Regions from separate parts of the Mus musculus genome. Here regions 1, 2, 4, 5 and 6 are each linked to region 3. A link is a contact called in public HiCAR-type and promoter capture Hi-C data. All regions are on one chromosome and are shown on one strand. Each heading gives the region's core, a stretch centred on a gene start, on an enhancer-like site or on the middle of the called end of the contact. The rest is flanking DNA. Distances are from core to core; before and after follow the strand shown. Region 1 holds the start of Pin4 (protein (peptidyl-prolyl cis/trans isomerase) NIMA-interacting, 4 (parvulin)). Region 2 holds the start of Ercc6l (excision repair cross-complementing rodent repair deficiency complementation group 6 like). Region 3 holds the start of Rlim (ring finger protein, LIM domain interacting). Region 4 holds the start of Pbdc1 (polysaccharide biosynthesis domain containing 1). Region 5 holds the start of Atrx (ATRX, chromatin remodeler). Region 6 holds the start of Phka1 (phosphorylase kinase alpha 1).

Region 1 (3,596 bases), core at 112-2,611, 1.9 Mb before region 3:
AGTGGCACATGATTCCCACCACTTGAGAGGCAGAAGCAGGAGGACATAGTAAGTTCCAGAACAGTCTAGGCTACTAAGCAAGACCTGGTCTCAAAAAGAGAGACTGAGTGAGAAAGAGAGATCAAGAGCACATTGGGATGCAAATTCAAAAGCTATTCATCTTAAGTAAACGCCCCCAGTTAGTCATCGACTATGAAATTATTTCTCATGATACTCCATAAGCAGATACTTTAACAACACCATCTCGCAGAAGATGGAAACTGAGCCCAAGAGCGTCTTCAAGGTCACAGGACTAGTAGAAGGGGTTTTAAAGCAGGTCATGTGCCTCCAGAATCCAAGCTTTAAATTGCCTTATGCTGTGCTGTCATACAAACTTTGAGCTGGAAGGTGGTGGCACATATCTTAAGCCCCAGCAGTTAGAAGATAGAGGCAGGCAAATCTCTGTGAGTTCCAGGACAGCCAGGGCTACATACAGAGAAACCCTGTATCAAAAGAAAAAAGAAAGGAAGCAAAGAAGGAAGGAAAGAGAAAGGAAGGAAGGAAAAAAGAAAAGAACTCTGGAAAAATACAGAGACATGAATACTATATAGATTGACACGAGTGGTCACATGCTATCCTGCTGAACAGCATTAATGCCTTGTTTGTCTTTTAGGTGCATAGATTATGTTCTCCAGGATATATAACTTTAAAAAATCACATTCTACATCTTGGTCTATAATCTTCCTTAAGGCTATTTCTGTACACACAGCTTATAATCGTTATTTTAAAATTAATTTAGGCTGCTTCCAATGTTTCTCCATGACAGACTTCTGCCTGTCACAGGCAATGGGATGATAGGCTTTAAAAAAAAAATTCCATCTTTTGTACCCCATCAACTACTGCTGCAAAAATATAAACAAACAAGTAAGTAAGAAAAGCCATTAGGGAGTGCAGGTCTGTGTCAGTCGGAGAGAGGACGGAAGAAGGCCATTATCTAAACTCCCTCTGCTGTCCCTTTGTCTAGAATCCCCAAAGCAAAAGCCCACGCCAAAGAACTGCAGTGGCCTGAGGCTCGCACTGCGCATGCACAAAAAAGTGGGCGGGGCGAGAGAGAGCAAAGAACAAGTGCAAATGAGGGCAAGTAAAAGCTTTGAAGAACAGAATAGAGGCTGCGCTTTCTCGTCTCTGGGCAACCTTTGTTCCCGCCTCCCCGTAAGGCTTCGGCTTCTCATTGGTCTAACATCTCTAGCTCCTATAGGTCAAAGAACCAAAGGACTGGGTCTGTTCCAAGCTATGCCTGATTCTGGAACCGCAGCAGAAATAGTTGATTGTGACGCTGCTTTCAGGCATTGCGGAGGACATACCTGTGGGGCCTGAGGGGTCCTTTTGCTAGCACCGGAACAGTTGCCGGAGAGTTCATCCGCCAGCTTAAGAGATGCCGCCGAAGGGGAAAAGTGGTTCTGGAAAAGGAGGGAAAGGTAGACCTGCCGAGACAGTCATGGAGCGAGCGTAGGGGTGGATGGGGAGAAGGACAGGAGTAGACCTGCAGCTGTGTGGGGTGGGGGAGGGAGGTGATCATAAGCCGGACAGCAGGGCCACCGGGAGCACCCTGAGCCGCTGTGGTTTATGTTTGGGCTTCTTGTGGTAAGGAAAGATCAGTGCGTGAGGAGCTGCTGTGGTTCAGGGTATCCATGAGGTTTCAGTGCAGGGACCCTCGTGGCGGGCAATAGAAGCTGCTGGGGATGGTTCCTCGTGACCTGGGGTTTATTCCCACTAAAATTGAATCTGATGAAACGCCAGCAATAAAAGGAAGCCTACACTAGTGATCAATCTAGTCCATCTAGGCCTCTTAACAACTAACAGGACGTACCTCCCCCCCCCTCCCCTCCCCTACACACACACATGAGGAGGGACTCGCTTCTTGAAGACCGTTGTTGGGGACAACATTGTGCTTTCAGGCTAGAAAACTAAGACAACTCTTATTCATCGCTGGACAATGTGGGGAAGATAGTAGCCTCTAAGTACTGTGCCGAATGTAGTTGTGAGAGTTATGTTATAGAAGGTGGAAAGAGGGTAAAGAAACAAACTGGAGATACTTTGGGCAGGCTGAGATAAGCAGCAGCAATAGGGTAAAGAGTCCTCAACCCGGAGAGGCCAGCCCCAAAGGCAGTTTAGTATAGCATCGCTGAAGTAAAACTTCAAAACAAATAAGCAAGTTGGGGAAATTAAAACAGAAGAAAACTAAATCATGAGGTGTGCTGTATATGGTGTTAATTAAGGTTGGTTAGGGGCCAGGAGGTCCTTTAAAGAGATGATTTCAAGCCGGGCAGCGGTAGCGCACACCTTTAATCCTAGCACTTGGGGAGGCAGAGGCAGGTGGATTTCTGAGTTCGAGGCCAGCCTGGTCTACAGAGTGAGTTCCAGGACAGCCAGGGCTACACAGAGAAACCCTGTCTTAAAAACAAACAAACAAACAGAGAGGGGAGAGTAGTGAGGGAGAGAGAGAGAGAGAGAGAGAGAGATGATTTCAGTAGTTCTGGTAAGAGAGAGAGTTGGCCTGAACTAAGATTGTGGTTGTAGGAACCCAGAGAAGAGACAAATAAATGGAGTGTAGTAGAGTGATACCCCAGAGGTCCAAGGAACCAAGATGTTGTAAAGAAAGGTCTGAGAAATGGGTGAGGCACTGCAGAGACATGCCACAGCAGTGGGAGGCTGAGGAGGACCTGAGTGTGAGGTCACCAGGGGTACACTGTCCTTTAGCTGCTCAGCTCCTGTTCATCCATCAGGTGGTACCTGGCTAGCTGACATATGTGTTCCCTTCCACAATTTCTCGCTTGTCGGACTCTCAGAATGTGGTCTCTCTTCCTCACTGGGATACGAGCTCCTTGGCTGCGGCTTTGAATCCTATTCACTGTGTACCCCCAAGAACTTGAACTGGGGAATTATTTAGGAAACAGTTGTTAAACTAAATACTTAATTTAATCTTAGACACCTTGGCCTCTAACACTTAATATGCTGCCTTCGACACAAAACTTAAAAGAAGTAAGATGTGCTACCAATGCTTGATAGCCTGAATGTAGCAGATTCCAGGAGGATATCAGTAGCTGTTGTGGTAGACTGAAGGGGAAAAGAATGCACACACACACACACACACACCAAGCACTCTGAAATAAAACCAAACCCCTCAAAATGCATTGTTGGAGATTTTGCATGTTAGAATTTCAGGTGTCAAACACACTGTCACAGAATATAATAGAAATTGTATTATTTTATATAATGGCAGTGTTAAGTTAGAAGGCAAGATTTGGAATGGAGTCTAAAGAATCTGGCCCAGGCTTCTGGAGTGCCTGCATCCATGCCCACACTCATTTCTTTATCTGTTTTCTGTGAAGTATTTTGTTCGGCACATTTCCTGTTATTAGAGATGAGTCACAGAGTAAGTTAACTTGATTGCATGACTCACCATGTAGCCTTTTGGAACTTGGGGCTGTAATGGATGGGTTACCTTGTGTTATGAGTTGGACCTATCTATAAATGTCAAAGTACAGTCGAAATGAGTTCCTATCCTCTCTTTTCTAAAGGAGGTGCAGCCTCTGGGAGTGACAGTGCTGACAAGA
Region 2 (3,425 bases), core at 218-2,717, 1.8 Mb before region 3:
TACTGGTGGCTCTGTCCACTGACTGATCGTTGATTCACTGGAACATGGTGCTATGTACCTGTAATTCCATCACTATGTGGACTCAGAGAGAAGGATAGAGTTCAAGAGCAGCCTGCCTCAAAAAAAAAAAAAACAAAAAAAAACAAAACCTATGCCTGGCAGTGATGGCGCTAGCCTTTAATCCAAGCACTGAGCAAAAGTTAGTGGTATGTGGGTCTCTGTGAGTTCAAGGCCAGCCTGATCCACACAGAGAAACCTTGTCTCCAAGGAAAAAAAACCCTACAAGTTAACAACATAAATCTACATACTGTAGAGAGGACTCTGTAGTTAAGAGGACTAGGTGCTTGCTCTTTCAGAGGACTCTGGTTCAGTTCCCAGCACCCACATGGTGGCTCACAACCCTCTGTATCTTCAGTCTCAGGAGGGGATGGCACACACCCCATTATAGTTGTGATCTTTTTTCCTCTACTTAGGGGTGGTTTTGAGCAACCTTTTCATGTGCCTGTTTGCCATTATGTGTTTTTTAAGAGAAATGTCTACAAATCCTTTGCTAATATTTTATGTAGTCTTTTAAAAATTATATAGGCATAGACGGGTGTTTTGCATATGCGCGCGCGGGGCGGGGGTGGGGGGGCGCATGTACATCACATAGGTACCAGAACATAGGATCCTGTAGGACTGGAGTTACATAATGGTTGTGAGCTACTATGTGGGTGCTGGGAATTGAACCTGGGTCTTCTGGAAGAGCAGTCAGTGCTCTTAACCTCTGAGTCATCTCTCCAGCCCTGCACTACAATTTTTAATAGTTAAATATTCCAACCTAGGCATCTGGTGAAAGCGTATTCATTCACTGGGCTTAATGGTTCCTTTGGGGGCATATGTCTTCCCTTCGTAACTGGACCCCCTTTCTTTTAATGGCAGCACTCTGGTCGGGAAATAAAACATTTTACAGCATCCATCAAACACCATAAAGTATTTCTGTTTCAGATCCCATTTTCACTACCCAATTGCTAACAACTTAGGGACTATTTTTCCTCTTTTCTCCCAGGTCTGGCGGTTGGCGAGTTAGAAAGACTCAAAGATTTCATCAGTTAATTAAAATTCAGGCTCTTAAAGAGTTCATACTCAAGAGTTATTTGACTTACGAGTGACTTGGCAGGGCGAGCTCCCCGAAATAGAAATCTGGTCAAAGCCACAGCAGATCCTAGGGGGAGGTGGGAGCCACTCCACCTCAACCCCAGGCCAGGGACTGCAAGTTCGACCCGTCCGGAGACCCAAACATACCTCAGGTAACTCTCGGCCAGTTGTGGGCTCAAAGTCTCCACTTCCGCTAAGCCTTGGGAAGCCTCCATGGCCAGGGAATCCGGAGAGCCCAGGAAAGGAGACTCCCAGTTAAAACCGCGCTTGAATTTCGCTCGCTCCCGCCTTACCCAGGCTGGGCTCACGCACTAGACTGGTAGAGCCAACTGCCCGCCTCGCGGCGGGCCAATCCGGGATCTGGCGCTCGAGCGCGGTTTCCTGAGCCCCGCCCAGGAAGGTCTTGCGCCTGCGCCCTCGAGCACTGGCGCTAGCTAGCTACGTTAGCTAGAGTGGCCTTACGTTTTGGGTTTTTTTTTTTTTTTTTTTGGAGGGGGGGGGGGCTGCTGATTCACGTGACCGGTGGTGGTTTCAGTTCCGTCCTAACTGCGTGGCGGTGAGTGTGAATGTTGAGTAATGAGAGCGAAGGGAAGGAGTTAAGAGCGTGAGTAAAATGCGCGCTTGTTTCTCTTGTCCTTGTGAGTGGAGGCTGTCTTATTGTACTGGCCCATAGAGGTCTCCATTGCCCCCTTTTCCTCCCCGCCAGTGCCTGGCACTGAACATACTTGGAATTCACACACCTAGAAGTGCAATCCTGCAACTTAAAGCTGACACTGAAGAAGGATTTTCAAAGACAAAGCCTAAGCCGCTCGTGGTGGTGCACACCTCTGATAACAGTGCTTAGGAGGCAGAGGCAGGAGGATCTCAAGATCTAGTCCAGACTGAGCTTGCATATAAACAAGACCCTGTCTCAGAAGTACACACACAAACACACACGCCCTTATTTACGCAATACCAAATAGAGTAGAGGTTATTTATGTATTTGAGAGGTTGGGAAGGGGACATGATAAGAGTTGAATGGGAATGAATGGCTTACAGATTACTCATATATGAAATGATGAAAAAATTAAATGTAAAAAAATAATAATAGCTAGATTTGGTGGCACAAGCCTGTTGGGTTTCAGATCCGGGACAAGTAGCTGAGGTGCATATATAACATACCAAAGTGGACCTGGCCTTCAGGTTCTCCCACCATCCTTCATCCTTGTTACAGGGCATGACTGGCAAACCCCACCCTCTACACTGAACTTTCCAACCCAGAGGCTGGGCCACCCAGCAGCTCTTCATTATGTAATACAGACCTTTTTGGTTTTCCCTCTCTTTTCTCTCTGCATGCCTGCTTTCTCTCTCCCCCTTCTCTGCCTATCTTTCCATGGTGACTTCACTGACACCCCCCTCCTGTATGGTGAATGAACCTGCCTGGAGGCTGCCCCCAATAAACCTGCCTTTATACTTTAATTTGGCCTGAATTGGCTTATTTTGTTCGTGGAGATACCAAAGCCTAGGGTTCCAGCACCTTTGAGGTTGACGCAGAAGGATTACAGATTCAAAATCCATTCAGGCCAACCCAAGCCACTTAGTGAGACCCTGTGAGTGCTGGGGCTATATCTCAGTAGTAGAGCATTTGCTTAGCTCTGTGACTCTATGGCTTCTTTCATTTTGTGAAGATAAACAAATAAGTGCAATTATAATGTGGTTATCCCCTTCAGAAGTTCTAGTTAAGATGCAGTCATTTTCAAAGGCAAAGCTCAGGCCTTAGGGAAATGGAAAAGATACATAAGAGGTCGAGAGCCAACAAAAATTATTCTGGTTTATATATTACTAAGAAAGCCACTCCTGAAGCCCAGAACTCTGGAAACTGAGATAGGATTATGATGAGTTCGAGGCCAGCAAGGACTCAAAACATACTGATGGGGACATGGACATTGTGATTCCCTGAGAAATGGACCCCAACATAAGAGACACTTGCACCAATATAATAAACTATTTGGAATAAGACTTCCATTTTGAGCTGGGCAGTGGTGGTACACGCCTTTAATCACAGCACTCGGGAGGCAGAGGCAGGCAGATTTCTGAGTTCGAGGCCAGCCTGGTCTACAGAATGAGTTCCAGGACAGCCAGGGCTATACAGAGAAACCCTGTCTCAAAAAACAAAAAAAACAAAAATCAAAAAAGACTTCCATTTTGAGTAGTGGTCAATTAAAGTTCAAGTGCCTAAGACTTCCCTGGGAACTAACATCCTGGTTGGCAAGTTAAGACATGAATATTAGACAAAACAAATTCCCTGC
Region 3 (3,399 bases), core at 875-3,374:
AATAGCCAACACCAATGAATCCATCCAACCACATGACTGTAGAATAGAACGTATATTTGTAAAATGCATTCTATTATTATAAATCACCAGGAGACAACACAAAAATAATTACCTGTCTTTTAGGACATAGTATTGAAATCCAATAAACTGGATTTTAGTCTTCTTCACTCAGCTCTAGAAAAAAAAAAGCATTCATTATTCTTCCTATTACAAAATCCGTATTTTCTTTGAAATACAACAAATTCTTAAAAACACATTTTGGTTATATATATCATAACCCAACCTAACTTAATGTTAGTATTAGTATATTTGGACAACCAAGGTCAGAAGGAACCAGGAGTTAGATAAAAGATTTCCTTTAAAGGCCAAGAGGCAATCTACCTTTTAATATTAGCTTGTTTAAAATAGGCTTTTCCTTATCAGACTAATAATTATTTTCAAGTTCTACGAGCCACTTTCAAGAACTTATTTGGCATACCACAGTAGCCTAAGGCAGAAATTAAAATAATAAAAATCATCAGGACATTTTAAGCTAAGAGATATTTGTGACCTTTTCAGCATGATTGTTTGCCCTTAAATAGTTATCTTAAAGGGTGCTTGGGTTGGTCCTTTTAGATCCTTAACCTGTATTTCAGAAACTGATTTGAGGAAAAGGTGGACCTGTAATTGTGCCTGCCTCCTAATTATAAAGAATCAAAGAAATGATTAGGACTACACTTCCTATTCTTTCTGTCTTCAATCATTCAAACGCACGGTGGCTAATTACAAGTCAAGAAATGTAAGCAACTTATTTCTAGGAAAAAAAAACATATATACAGTGGGGCCTGCCAGGAGCCCATGAGAATCTGATATAAAATCCCTTTCCCCTCCAAAAGAGGAAAAAAATGACCTAAATAACTAGTCTCCTAGGCCTCAGATGCCAAACGAACCTGTGGAATAAGTATGGTGAAACTGTCCAGGAAAAGAACGTGGCTGTCTCCTCCATCTTGAAATTAATCAGCAGAAGGGGGAAAGGGACTGAGTATTCAGGAAGCAGAAGCCCAACCGGTTAATACTAGTTACTAAGCTATGGCGTACGTGGCAGGTACCGCCCGCCCGCAGAAGCAGAGACCCTTAGGGGTTTTTTTCTGAGTGGGGGAGGGGTAGGGCTGCTGGCAGATCACACGGAAATTAACTTGAAAATAGTCTGGCTCAATTCCCACACTTACCAGGGAAAACAACCCGCAACGTCTTTTCCCTCCGTTTTTTTAATTTTTTTTTTCTTGTGAGGAGGAAAACCCTTCTAGTAAAATCTGGCCAAGGATACACTTAGGGCTAAAGGTGCAGGGAAGCAAACCACGTTTGTCTCCGATCCTCCCGGAAGACTGTCACCGTAGCCCCAGAGGTTAACAAACTGGTCATGCCCTACAGAAGCGTTCAAAATGAGGCTCTGCGAATCCTGTGAAAATCTGAAGGTTCAAGAGTTCCCAACATCCGAATTAAGAGCACCTCCACCCCACTTCCCCAAACCCTAGCCCGATACGCAACGCGGGGCGACGACGATGGGGGGTGGGGGGAACCTCTTAGTAAGAAGCACTGGAGCCATCCTCACGCCTGAGGCCCGGAGTCCAGGATCGCCTCCCCGGCGTTCGTTCTTAGCTCGGGAGGGCCGGGCCCCGACTCCACGGCCTGGGAGAGGAAGTCCTGCCCGACTCCTTCCCCTTCTTCCACGAGCGGGGCCGACACACGCCACCCAACTAAAATGGCAGCGGCGACTACGCCACGGAGCCCCCCACAGCCGGGAGCCCAGGTCCGGAGGCCGTAGTGGGTGTCTCGGCCGCGGCTGGCCAACTCGGGCCATTTTGAGGGCCGCGGCCCCTGCCTGCCTCCAGTCCGACATCCCATTTCTCGGGGTGCCCGTACCTTCACTTACACGGTGTTTCGGCCAGGAGGGAACTCAACTGGGCTCCGCCGCCGCCACTGGGACCTCCGCTGCGCTACTGTGCTGCCGCTGCCGCCGCGTTCTAACCCGCCTCTAAACCCGGGCAAGAGACCCGCCTCTAGAACAGCGCCAGCTCGGAGACGTAGCTCAATCAGCCATTATCTTCCCCATTGTTACCTAGCACTGACAGGAAATGACTGCCCACAACAGGAAGTGATGCTGCGCTCCCAGCTTCACAGGCCCCCGCCCAGACTGCTGGCCAGCCAATCCCAGTTGAGCCCTCGAAAAGGCCTGGTGGGCAGAGGAGGGGCCGGACAGACTACCCGCCCAGACGGGCGGCGGGTCGGGAAAAAAATGCTACTGGGACGCCCACCATGTGACAGGCCCCACCCTCCTTCGCCATTTTGAGTTGTAGCGAGAAATTCGCGTTCTGAGAATTGTGGGAACCTTCGCTTTCCCATTTTGAAAGCTGAAGGACGTCACAGTCGGGCCGCTTGAAGCCCTTCACAGAGAACAAGAATGTAGTATCGGTGTAACTGGCATTGATCCATACAGTCCAGACTAGTGTAGACGGCAGCCAACCTTTTATTCAACATGTATTTATCGAATGCCAACTGTAGCTCAAGCACAGCTGTAGATGTTGAGGAAGTTGAACCATAAATTAAGTTGAAATAGTCCAAGAATTCTCAGTCCTTAAGGGATTTGGTAATCTAGGGTGAACACACTTATAAAACAATTTGTTGCTAAATACTAGAGATTAAAAGTGAGGAAGTGGGTGGAGGCATAAAACGTGGGGACAAAAGTGAATTTGCAATGTTAAAAAGTGGTGGGGAAGGCCTCCTCGAGGCTCTAACTAGAGTACTTTAAAAGGGTGTGGCGATTTGTAAATGGATGGGAAAAAGTGATAGTGGGGGAATTCGAAAAGGGCGGTTAAGGAAGCGTCTATTGGATGCTAAAGCCTAAAGAAAGGACCAGAGGGAATGCGCCATACACCTTTCAGTTCCCATTGTTCAGTTAAAGGGAATAAGAACCCAACCGCCCCCACCCCGTTTTAAAGTACGTCTCTGTGTTCCCACCCTATTTTTCTGTTTTCTGATAAAAGAACAGGTAGACTAACTTTTTTACTGTTGTTCCAACGAACCTAACTTATTGCTACATCAGTTGCTTAAACTGGGCTGGAAGCTGGAAGCTGGTCGACGGTGGCTCGCCTTTAACGCCAGTACTCAGGAGGCAGAGGCAGGCAGATCTCTGTGTAAGTTTAAGGCCAGCCTGGTATACTGAGTGAGTTCTACGACAGCCAGGGCTACACAGAGAAACCCTGTCTCGAAAAACAAAAACAAAAAACAAAAAAAAGGCACACACATAAACTACACTATAATATTTTTCTTTTCATATTTTTTACATGGATCGTCTAGGCCTCACCTCACCTCCTAGAGAAACCCGTGACCACTCTATTTAACCTTCTCCATTACCTACGT
Region 4 (3,209 bases), core at 242-2,741, 1.1 Mb after region 3:
GGAAATCAACAGAACAAAATAGAAGTCCAAACATGAATGCATGTAGTTTTACAGCATTCTGAATGCATTACCCTGAACTAGAATCAACTTGAAATGGATCAAATAGATCAATGTGAAACCTGTAAAGCTGGAACTGCTATAAGAATAGATGGGTGAAGCCCTACAACATATAGGTGTAGCAAGAGACTTTTGAGCGGGACTCCATTCAATTATGAATTAAGGCAAACAATTAACAAAGAAGACCTCATAAAACTAAAATACTTGTGTACAGAAAATGGAACAATAAGCTAATAGAGAGGAAGCCCATAGTGGGAGAGAATATTTGGCAGCTACTCATCTGATAAACTATCCAGAATATAGGAAGGAAAAAAAAAAAAAAAAAAAAAGGATTCCAGAAAGCCAAGGATCCAGTTTAAAATGGCTGGAGGGAGGGGGCAGCTCCAGATCTGAATAGAGAATTCTCAGAAAAACAAAACAAAACAAACAAAAAAACAAACAAACAAAAAACCCCAAAAAACAAAAACAAAAAAACGCAAAAAACAAAAACAAACCAAAAAAGAGATGAAAAATTGGCTAAGGATTATCGTTAAAACTTTAGCATCTATAGCAATTAGGGAAATGCCAATTAAAACAACTCTGAGGTTCATGTTACCCCAATTTAGAAAGATTAAGGTCAAGAAAACAACTGATAAGAAATTTTGGTGAGGATGTGGGAATGGGAATTCTTGTTCACTTTTGGTGAGATTCCAAACTCGAACAGCTTCTGTGGAAATGAGAGTGGAGAAGTCTCAAACAAACAAATGCCAATCCAAAACAAAAACAAAAACCCCTTGACTTGTGGTTTTTTTTTTTTTTTTTTTTTAATTCTCATCTCATTAAAATTCACCGTACAAAGCTCTTGACTGCAATCTGTTCCAGCTAGATTGTTCTTTGCAAGATATTCTAATGCCTTTTCACTAATACCTCTGCCCATGCACGTTCCCTCTGTCTTGAGTCTTTCTGACCTGCTTGGTTAAGCACCCATCATGACTCAGCTCAGGTATGCTCCCACAGTGTATAATGAAGCACACCTCGTTGTTACCTCACTCTGCTAGTTCTTCCAAAACAGGTAGCAAATTCTTCTTCTTCATCCCAGAATTCCACCGTCCTGCTTCTAGAACCTTGCTTGTAAGTGGTTAAGGCGGGCGTATGTGTGTGTGTGTGTGTTTGCGCGCGCGTGAACTGGAAACACGGCACACAAGGGATTTAATAACAGCATCGTTTAAAAATGTTTTTTTTTTCATATAACTTATTTTCCCCATTGATTTATTGAATATTCTATCACCTAGGCTAGAGGAACAGTGTTGCTAGGTAACAACACGCGTTCGCTGGCGCCTGCGTGGCCCGGATAAGGCGGAGCCACCGCTTCCTCTGCAGAGGGAGGGCGCACGCAGGCGCAGACGGAGAAACTGGTCTCTGTTTCCGCCCTATTGCTTTCAGTTAACTGTGAAAGCAGCGCGCGCAACAGGTCACTTCCGGGACGAGAAAGCCGCACTTACCTAGCGGCGACATGGATGCTGCCGGCGAAAGCGAAGAGCCGGTGAGATACTACTCTGGAGTTGGTTAAATACCTAAGTGGAGATGGGGTGGTGAGCGGCCCAAGGAGTCAAAGAATCGCTCATTCAGCTCCGCTTTTTTTTTTCTCCTCAGGTCTCTGGGGAAGCGTTGTCCATCGCCCATGCGCTCTCTCACCCTCCGGAGTCATATGGCAACGACGTGAGTATGACTCACCTCAACTTCCCGCCCACCCAGCTTTAAATTATAAGCTCCTTTACTGTTTGATATCTTCAGACTTTCCCACCTCAGCCGAAAATAGTACCTTCAAGTCAGTGTAATTGTAGTACTTTAGACCACGTGAAAGTGAGTCGCTAACTTTCTATGATTTAGAAACCACCTGGGAAGCCACAGCACCAGAGGCACAACCAGATTACAGCCCACAGCAGATCAAGTCATAATGTCTGGGGGAAGAAGAGCTAAAACATAGTAGTTTTTAGAGAACCTTTAAAATGAATGATTGCACTGCGCGGTAAAGTGGCACCGGTTTGTGGTGTGTGTCATTTGGACCTCTGTACAAATGTCGGGAGATAAGGGAAGAAAAAGACGACAGAGATAGCAGTCAGGATGTAATGTGTACTAGATGAGTGGTTCAAGCAATAGGATGGAAAGGGCTTAGCAGGAGAGATTTTTAAGGATGGAGGCAGTAGATTACATCTGGGAAATGTCACTGGAACTGGATCCTCAAAGTATAAGTGGACAGAAAATATAGATTCAAAGGTAGGAAAATGTCTTGGTCTAAGGTGGGAGGTGCATGTGTAGATGGATTTTTCTGGCATCATGAAGGGGACAGCAGGCAGGATGAAAAAGGAAAGTCCAGTGGGTACTTGTTCAGATATGCTTATATATAATTTAGCTACATCATTTGTTCTGGAGTTTTACAGAATGGAAAATTGGCTATCTGATAAAGACAAATGATGACTATAGCATTGCTACACTCAGGAAAGTGAAAAATAGTTTCACATGTATTTTTGTCCTCCCAACAACTCTGATGTATGTAAGTGGGTATATTAATGTAAGTTACGTTTAATTTTTTATATAATACAATATATATTACATATGTAATGATAAATTGTATTTTTATTTCATTTAGTATAATAGTTATCACTTGATGCTGGAGAAAAAGATGTCCAGTAGTTCATTGGGTTTTTTTTTGTTTGTTTTTGGTTTATTCAAGACAGGGTTTCTCCGTGTAGCCCTGGCTCTCCTGGAACTCACTCTGTAGATCAGGCTGGCCTCGAACTCAGAAATCTGCCTGCCTCTGCCTCCCAAGTGCTGGGATTAAAGGTGTGCGCCACCACTGCCCAGCAGTTCATTGTTTTTGTTATTCTGTATTGACAGTTTCTTTTGGTCACCGTTGGGACGAAAGATTTATATCGCCAAATCCACTTATTCAGTTTTTATCCCTGACAGCAACATTTTCTGTAGACTTCTTGAGATTTAGCAAGATGTCTTAATTTCTTATCCTTTGCAGGACTGAGATTTCTGAACTGATGTTCTTTCTCTTTTACAGCCTGATATTGAAATGGCTTGGGCCATTCGAGCAATGCAGCATGCTGAAGTCTATTATAAAGTGAGTTGTCATCATTAAGCTGAAATCAGTATGTAATTTTAGT
Region 5 (3,166 bases), core at 394-2,893, 1.9 Mb after region 3:
CAAACAAACAAACAAACAGAACTGAAGTATATTTTCCCTAAGTAAAGAGAGCATCGATGCACTGTTTGCTAAGGTAGAAAATAATCGGATAGGCTCGTTCTCAAATTCTACAATCTAAAGTGCTCAAAGCCATGATGTCCTAGTCACCCAACGGCACATTTTGCCAATTACAGATGCAATTATGATCCACGCTACCTATAATTTCGTTTTGCCACTATTCACCAAGCTTGCATCTCATTCGAGAAGAAAAATCACCGAATTCAATCTTGGGATAAAAGGTCAAATATCAAACTGCCTAAAAAAGCAAGGTATCTGCATAAAAGCGGAATCCATTTCAGATTAACTACTCCAAACAATCAAAAAGCAAATCAGAAACGCGTGGAAAAACAGCCTGAATCGTAAACGTATTTGATCGCTAACATCGGGCCTGGGCTCTCTTCTACCTTTGCAATAAATCTTCTGGTGAATCCCCGTTAACCCGCTCCACATGCCTCGTGGAACAAATAAATAAAAGCACGATCTAACTACTTCACGGAACGTGTCCCAAACCGCAGGGGGTAACAACAACCGATGTCCCGTCAAAAACCGGACTTCTCCTGCAAAGTCGTCGGCCGCTGTTCTCAGAAAGCAAAAGCCCGCATTGGGCTGCCCGCTCTCCGTCTCAGCCGCCCAGGGGTCCCCAAGATAACCCTCCAGGATCTGGAGTCGGGGGGCGAAAAGGCACCTTCTAGAGGTACCTTCCGGGCCCGGCCCTCCTACCTCCAATGCTCGGCTCTCCTCTCGGAGCCGCGGAGAGCTGGAGGACTTCCAGTGGAGGCGACCATTGGGGTTCGCTAGTTCCAGGATCTCACTTCCTCCCGCCGCCCCTCCCCCTCCCCATCCTCCGCCCCTCCCCCTCCCCCATCCACCTTCTCCCCCCCCCTCCCCCCTCCTTCCCCACGCAGTCGCTAGGCCCCGAGATTCGAAAGACTGACCGCAAGCGTTCGGTGGCCCGCGACACCCCCCGCCCCCAGGCCTCGACGCCGCGGGCACGGAGGCGTGAGCCGAGCAGGGGCTCCCGGCTCCGCAGCGGCGGGAGGCGGGAAAGGCAACGCGCGCGCCGCATGCCGCCCCCGACCGACACACACACAGACAGACAGACAGACACACACATACACACATAGACACACACACACACACACCCCAAGCCCCAGCTGGGGCTTCCCACCGCGCTCCCCCAGCCCCGCTCACCTAGAGGGAAAACGATGCCGCTGACCGCGAAGCCGCGCGCGGGCCTAGGGCACCTAGCGCACGTCTTTGCAAACACCCCACTCGAGTGGAAGGCGCCCGGGAGCAGAACGCCGGGGCCCGTGACAAGGGCTTGCGTTTTACCTCATGGGCTCAGCGGTCATGTTTTTGGCTCGGACGGCCGCTTGGCTTGGCAACCCCTTGGGTACCGTTCTGCGCTCCTCGGCGCCAGTGGCTGAACGAAAAGTACTGGGATCTTAGTAGTCACCGCAGATAGTGCTGGATCGTCCTCCCAGCTCAGAGTCCGCTACCGCTGCTGCTGCTGCTGCTGCTGCTGCTGCAAGAGCCACGGAAACAAAGCAAGGCCTATGCCGACGCCATTTTGTTGGGCCGAGGCTTGGGCAGGAGAATTGGCGCGTCCTCCCTCTTCCTCTTTCCGTCATCTATTGGCTACCTCTGCCAGAGCTCAGTGTCTTATTGGCTACGGAAATTCACCTTCTTTGGGAGCCTGTTGCTAAGGCGGTCGACGTCATTTGATCCCCTCCACCTCTTCTTAGTGGGGTCCAGTTCAGTTACTGCTGACCTCAAAGTGTCAGGGATGTATCTTGACATTATCCTGAAAATGCGCTCTTGGTCCAACCTCTCTACTTCCACATAATTGGTGAAACAATGACACCCCATTTACGTTTATTGAGAATTTACTATATGTCGACCACTACACAGATCCTTTATCTTAATCTCATGCTTGAACCATCCAAAGTAGGCAGACCTAACATTTTAATGGGTGAGGATACCAATGCACAAGTTCCACATTCAGCCAAACATCCATCCTTGCGGGGAGGGTGGACATACATTCTTATGCTGTTTTAAACCCAAGGCTTTGTGCATGTTAGGCAAATACTCTATCATTGAGCTATGTCCTAACCCCTCCCCCACATGCACACTCTTAATCATTAATCTCCATAGCCACCCAAAATATAAATATTTTCTTTCCTATTTTATAATATTCTTAATTTTTCTTCTATATATTTCATTATAATATTCAGCTTGCCAACGCTTACACGTGTGAATTTTTACCTTTTGTGGAAAGAGAATGAGAAAAATTCTAGCTATACAGTCCTGACTAGGCTGCAACTCAACATGTATATGAGGCTGGCCTCAAACTTGGACTGTCCTTGCAGCCTCCCAAAGTGCTTAGAAGACAGGTGTACCCCATCATACTTAAGGATACTTACAGGTATTTATATATATATGATCAACTGGACATTGACATCTAATTCTTTTGATATTGAACAATCTTGAAATTGTCACACACAGGTCAGCCATTAGTTCAATCTGATATGATTGGGGGTATATCTCACTTACCAACTGATCCAAATCGTTTCCCCCTCATTTCATTTTTCATTCATAATCTCTGCAAATCACAAATAAGTTTTCTAAATTTGAAGTTTCCAACTTTGTGCCCACATTTATTCTGGAACACATGTTCATTCCCTTTATTTTGTTCATTCTGTTTATTTTTCCTGAAATATGCAACAGTTTTGGTCATGCTTAGATGTCAGGGTTGCAGTTTTGGACTAGAATGACAAGAGAAGAGTCTCTTTTCAAACAATGCATTCCAACAATCAGACTAGGTTTTTGTTTGTTTGTTTGTTTGTTTGTTTCCGAGACAGAGTTTCTCTGTGCAGCCCTGGCTCTCCTGGAACTTGCTCTGTAGATCAGGCTGGCTTTCAGCTCAGAAATCCAACTGCCTTTGCCACCTGAGAACTTAGACTAAAGGCATATGCCATCACACCTGGCTAACTAACATATAAAGATTTGGTTTTTAAATGTTGTATGTATGTTTGAGAGAGCCTGGATGTATATATGTACACAAGTCCTCACACTGCAGAAGAGAATGTTGGACCCCTGGCACTGGAGTTACAAGCAGGTATGACCT
Region 6 (3,333 bases), core at 548-3,047, 1.3 Mb before region 3:
GGGAATATTTTACTTAGAAACTTTAGTCTTTCTCCTACTTCCCCATTCTCAAATTTTCGACCTTTCTTCTCTTTTAACCAGTTGCAGGTAGATACTATCCCCCAGCTTTACTGAGTTATAACTGACAATAAAAGCTGTACATATTTACTGTATACAACATGACGATTTGATACATACATGAATGTACTGTGAAATGACAATCAAGTTAATACATCTATTACCTCACTTTTTGATAGGAGGGATCTCCTCTCTCAGCAAGTTTCAACTATATATATATATATAATAAAGTAGTATGGACTAGTCAGTGTGCTGCTACTGCTGCTAATCAGCATTGCAGAACATATTTATATGAGATGAGAAAGTTTCTTCTATTTCCATGCACTATCTTAAGAATAAGGAAAGAGCTGGCTGAAAGCTTACAAGTCCAAAACACAGGTATTATTAAAATAAAGGCATTATTAGGGGTATTATCAAATGTAGTACTAAGGATGCCACTAAGTGCATTTTAAAAGAAAAATAAATATAAAAGTTAAATTCAACTAGCAACGAAAAGTCTGAAGTAAAGGAGTAGGAAAGAAATCTAGAAATATATACAGCCAGGTGCAGTGCCTTATAGCCTATAATTCTCCAGACTGACGCTCCTTCGAGGCCAGCTACATAGTGAGTTTCAGGCCATCGTGGGCTACAAAGACAGACTTGGTTTCAAAAACCAACAACTCCAAAGAGCACATATAAACCAGGTGCAGTGGCGCATACCTGTTACCCCAGCAATGGGGAGATGAAGCTCGAGGATGGGGAGTTTGAGGTCAGCATGGGCTACAAGGTAAAATCCTCTCAACAAAGGAAGAAATAAAACAACAACGGCTTAGGAAACAAACAAAAAAACCCACTGGCTTGTGGTCTGTTGTCCAAACTGTGAAGGCTATGGCAGGAAAATCCCAAGTTCAAGGCCAGCCTGAGCCACTGTGCAAAACTGTTTAAAAGTATGTACAAAGTGCCTTGACCTTCACAGTAGTCTAAGGTCTCTTAGGATGCTCTATGTTCTCATACATCTTTGGGGAAGTGGAGTGGAAGTAGATGGCCCAAACCTGGGGTGAGGGCAATAAAAAAGTGTTATTTCTTGAAACTCTGTCCCTGGAATCCTGCCATAGTTGGGAGGGTGGGGAGTTGGGGGAAGGGGTGGCATTCTGTCTGAGCTCAGAAACCATCACTCTGGAATCACTGCAGAGGGGTCGAGGGTGGGGGATTGTGATTCTCCATGCCACACTTTGATTTTACTCCAAGTTCAACATGCAACTTTCCTTCGGGATCCTTTAAGGTCTCTCCAGAGACAAATGCGTTCAGGGTTCACCCAGAGTCAGTGTCCGGAGCTCACACTTCACCCTTACCTACACTTACCTGATGGCACAGGATGGTCTGATGCACCAGCCGAGCATAGCCGTCCAGGCGGACTCCCGAGTTACTGCGGCTCCTCATGGTGCCACGTCCCTAATCCCCCACTGCACACACGGGAAGCTCGGACGCCAGGCCTACGGAAACCTTCTAAACGCTCCCTTGCTCGTGTGGCCAATGGTTCCCGCGCGTCACCTGGTTCCGGCGGCCTCAGAGTCCACTTCAGGCCGCGGCTCAGCCTCCCGCGGTCTAGGCTTCGGCCGGCAAAGACCCCGTCTCCACTCAGTCTCCCGTGGTCCCCGGGTGGCGCACCGGCATCCTCCGCTTGACTGAAGGAGACCGGGGCGGCCCTGAGACTGAAGGCCGGCGACAGCAGCGGGTCAGCGCCCCGGGTGCCGCCTCCCTTGGCGAGCGTGCGGGGGCGGGGCGTGGGTCCTGCAGCTGCGCGCTACGCCCACGGGCCAGTAGCCCGCCACCCTCCGCCCAGAATGTGTCGCCCGAGGCGCTGTGCTCTCCCCGCCCCCCCGGGGGAGTTATTTTCGAAACACTACAAGTGACTATTTTAATTTTGCACGGTTGTGCGCACAGGCTGTTGCTCTTACTTCTGAAGGACTAGTTTTAGGAACCCTCAGGAACTCTTCAAAACTGAGAGACTGGGACTGAACGATTCCATTTCCGGATCTTCAGGAGCAAAAAGTCGGATTAAGCGCCACACTCTGAAACCAACCAACCAACCAACCAACCAAATAAACACACAAACAAAAACCCCCAGCTCCCTAAGGAGTTCTTTAGCTCCTCCTTAAAGATGCGCGAATCCGCAGCGGTTAGGGAGCTTTGAGGAAGCAAGTGTCAGGCAGGCTGAGAGCAGAATAGGGAGCCAAGCAGTGGCTGAGGGTGCTCTTGATGGGACAGCTGACAGTGGGAGTTATCTGCTTTGGAAAGCTTCCTCGTAAAGTATAGGTGACTAGGCCCAAAGAACAAACATTCAGCTGAAATTAAAGTGACTGAGGAGGGCTGGGGAAGAAGGCTGCCGAGGATACAGTGAGGAGCTTGAGGAATCTGCCTCTGGCAGGCGGTCCCCAAAGGGCTTATGCTTCCGAGCTCTACTGTCCCAACCCCTAACCTTTACTCATAGCCCTCCCAAACTTCTTCTGGGCTCAGCAGGAGTACCACCTGCTTTCTGATTTGCCGGGTAAGAGAATAAGACTGTCTCTTGACCTTTCAAGTTCTAAATCTAAGCCTTCCTTGGCCACCTCACTCTGCCCACAGTGATTTTGCATTTTCGTTCTATTTTTTTTTTCCTCTCCTAAGTTTCTTCTCTTCTTACAAGCTGCCTCTGCGCCACTGCCACCTTTGTCTCTGCTGCAGCTTCTTCCTCAGGCAGTATAGCGTATAGTCAGGCACCTTGGAAGGTGACTAGTGAATATCTGATAATGGTGATGAAAGGTGAGTGCTCAAGTGCTCAGGTTGAACAGCCAGTCAATGATGCAGTTCAACACAGTGGCACGGACTTCTCCAGCAAATAGTTTCCCATTGCAGTCACAACCTACGCAAATGCGATGGCTGGCCAGTACAGCACTTCATGTCCTTAGTACACTGGGAAAGGGAGTTCGGTTTGGAGAGAACACCCTCCTGCCTATGCCCCTAACTCCCTGATATCTTGCCCTCACTCAGACTATAGGCTCAGAAACCTTTTTCTCTACCCTGGTCCCCTTCAAGTGTCTGTCGTCTAGTTTTTCTTCACCTTGATATTTAAGCACATTTTCAAACATTAAAGTAGTATATGATCATTAAAGAAAAATTGCAAAATACAAAAAGGTGAAATAAAATATTGAAATCATAATTCCCCACACCACTATCTTCTTTCTACTCTTTATATTCCTTATGCATAGACCTCCCTTCACCTCATGATAGCATGACTGGATTAGGAATGGCAGAGGT

What was found. Promoter capture Hi-C pulls out the DNA fragments that hold promoters and counts their contacts. HiCAR-type assays count read pairs that join an accessible place to other places. Capture Hi-C pulls out chosen DNA fragments and counts their contacts.
Region 1: a contact with region 3 is called in a promoter capture Hi-C map of erythroid cells, with 28 times the contacts expected there. The contact joins the promoter of Pin4 here to the promoter of Rlim in region 3. A contact is called at or near these places in 4 of 39 promoter capture datasets (cranial neural crest, erythroid cells, liver and 1 more).
Region 2: a contact with region 3 is called in a promoter capture Hi-C map of adipose tissue. The contact joins the promoter of Ercc6l here to the promoter of Rlim in region 3. A contact is called at or near these places in 3 of 39 promoter capture datasets (erythroid cells, neutrophils and pre-B cells) and 2 of 9 other capture datasets (adipose tissue and liver).
Region 4: a contact with region 3 is called in a promoter capture Hi-C map of erythroid cells, with 29 times the contacts expected there. The contact joins the promoter of Pbdc1 here to the promoter of Rlim in region 3. A contact is called at or near these places in 7 of 39 promoter capture datasets (the 3T3-L1 cell line, erythroid cells, hippocampal neurons and 3 more), 3 of 115 datasets of contacts at active chromatin or transcription factors (astrocytes, embryonic forebrain and large pre-B cells) and 2 of 9 other capture datasets (adipose tissue and liver).
Region 5: a contact with region 3 is called in a HiCAR-type map of astrocytes, with 9 times the contacts expected there. The contact joins the promoter of Atrx here to the promoter of Rlim in region 3. A contact is called at or near these places in 3 of 39 promoter capture datasets (liver and pre-B cells), 2 of 115 datasets of contacts at active chromatin or transcription factors (astrocytes and double positive thymocytes) and 1 of 9 other capture datasets (liver).
Region 6: a contact with region 3 is called in a promoter capture Hi-C map of pre-B cells, with 3 times the contacts expected there. The contact joins the promoter of Phka1 here to the promoter of Rlim in region 3. A contact is called at or near these places in 2 of 39 promoter capture datasets (liver and pre-B cells).

Annotation. Positions count from the first base shown.
Region 1 is chrX:102,118,108-102,121,703 of GRCm38.p6, forward strand. Pin4 (protein (peptidyl-prolyl cis/trans isomerase) NIMA-interacting, 4 (parvulin)) reads left to right here and starts at 1,362. Exons shown (of 4, transcript NM_027181.2): 1 at 1,362-1,457; 2 at 3,561-3,596. The coding sequence starts at 1,415.
Region 2 is chrX:102,155,624-102,159,048 of GRCm38.p6, forward strand. It overlaps Ercc6l (excision repair cross-complementing rodent repair deficiency complementation group 6 like), which reads right to left and starts at 1,468. Exons shown (of 2, transcript NM_146235.3): 1 at 1,285-1,468. The coding sequence starts at 1,352.
Region 3 is chrX:103,979,161-103,982,559 of GRCm38.p6, forward strand. It overlaps Rlim (ring finger protein, LIM domain interacting), which reads right to left and starts at 2,125. Exons shown (of 5, transcript NM_011276.4): 1 at 1,903-2,125; 2 at 113-174.
Region 4 is chrX:105,078,265-105,081,473 of GRCm38.p6, forward strand. Pbdc1 (polysaccharide biosynthesis domain containing 1) reads left to right here and starts at 1,492. Exons shown (of 6, transcript NM_026312.5): 1 at 1,492-1,579; 2 at 1,690-1,755; 3 at 3,107-3,166. The coding sequence starts at 1,550.
Region 5 is chrX:105,927,729-105,930,894 of GRCm38.p6, forward strand. Atrx (ATRX, chromatin remodeler) reads right to left here and starts at 1,644. Exons shown (of 35, transcript NM_009530.2): 1 at 1,372-1,644. The coding sequence starts at 1,391.
Region 6 is chrX:102,642,449-102,645,781 of GRCm38.p6, forward strand. Phka1 (phosphorylase kinase alpha 1) reads right to left here and starts at 1,798. Exons shown (of 33, transcript NM_008832.2): 1 at 1,399-1,798. The coding sequence starts at 1,476.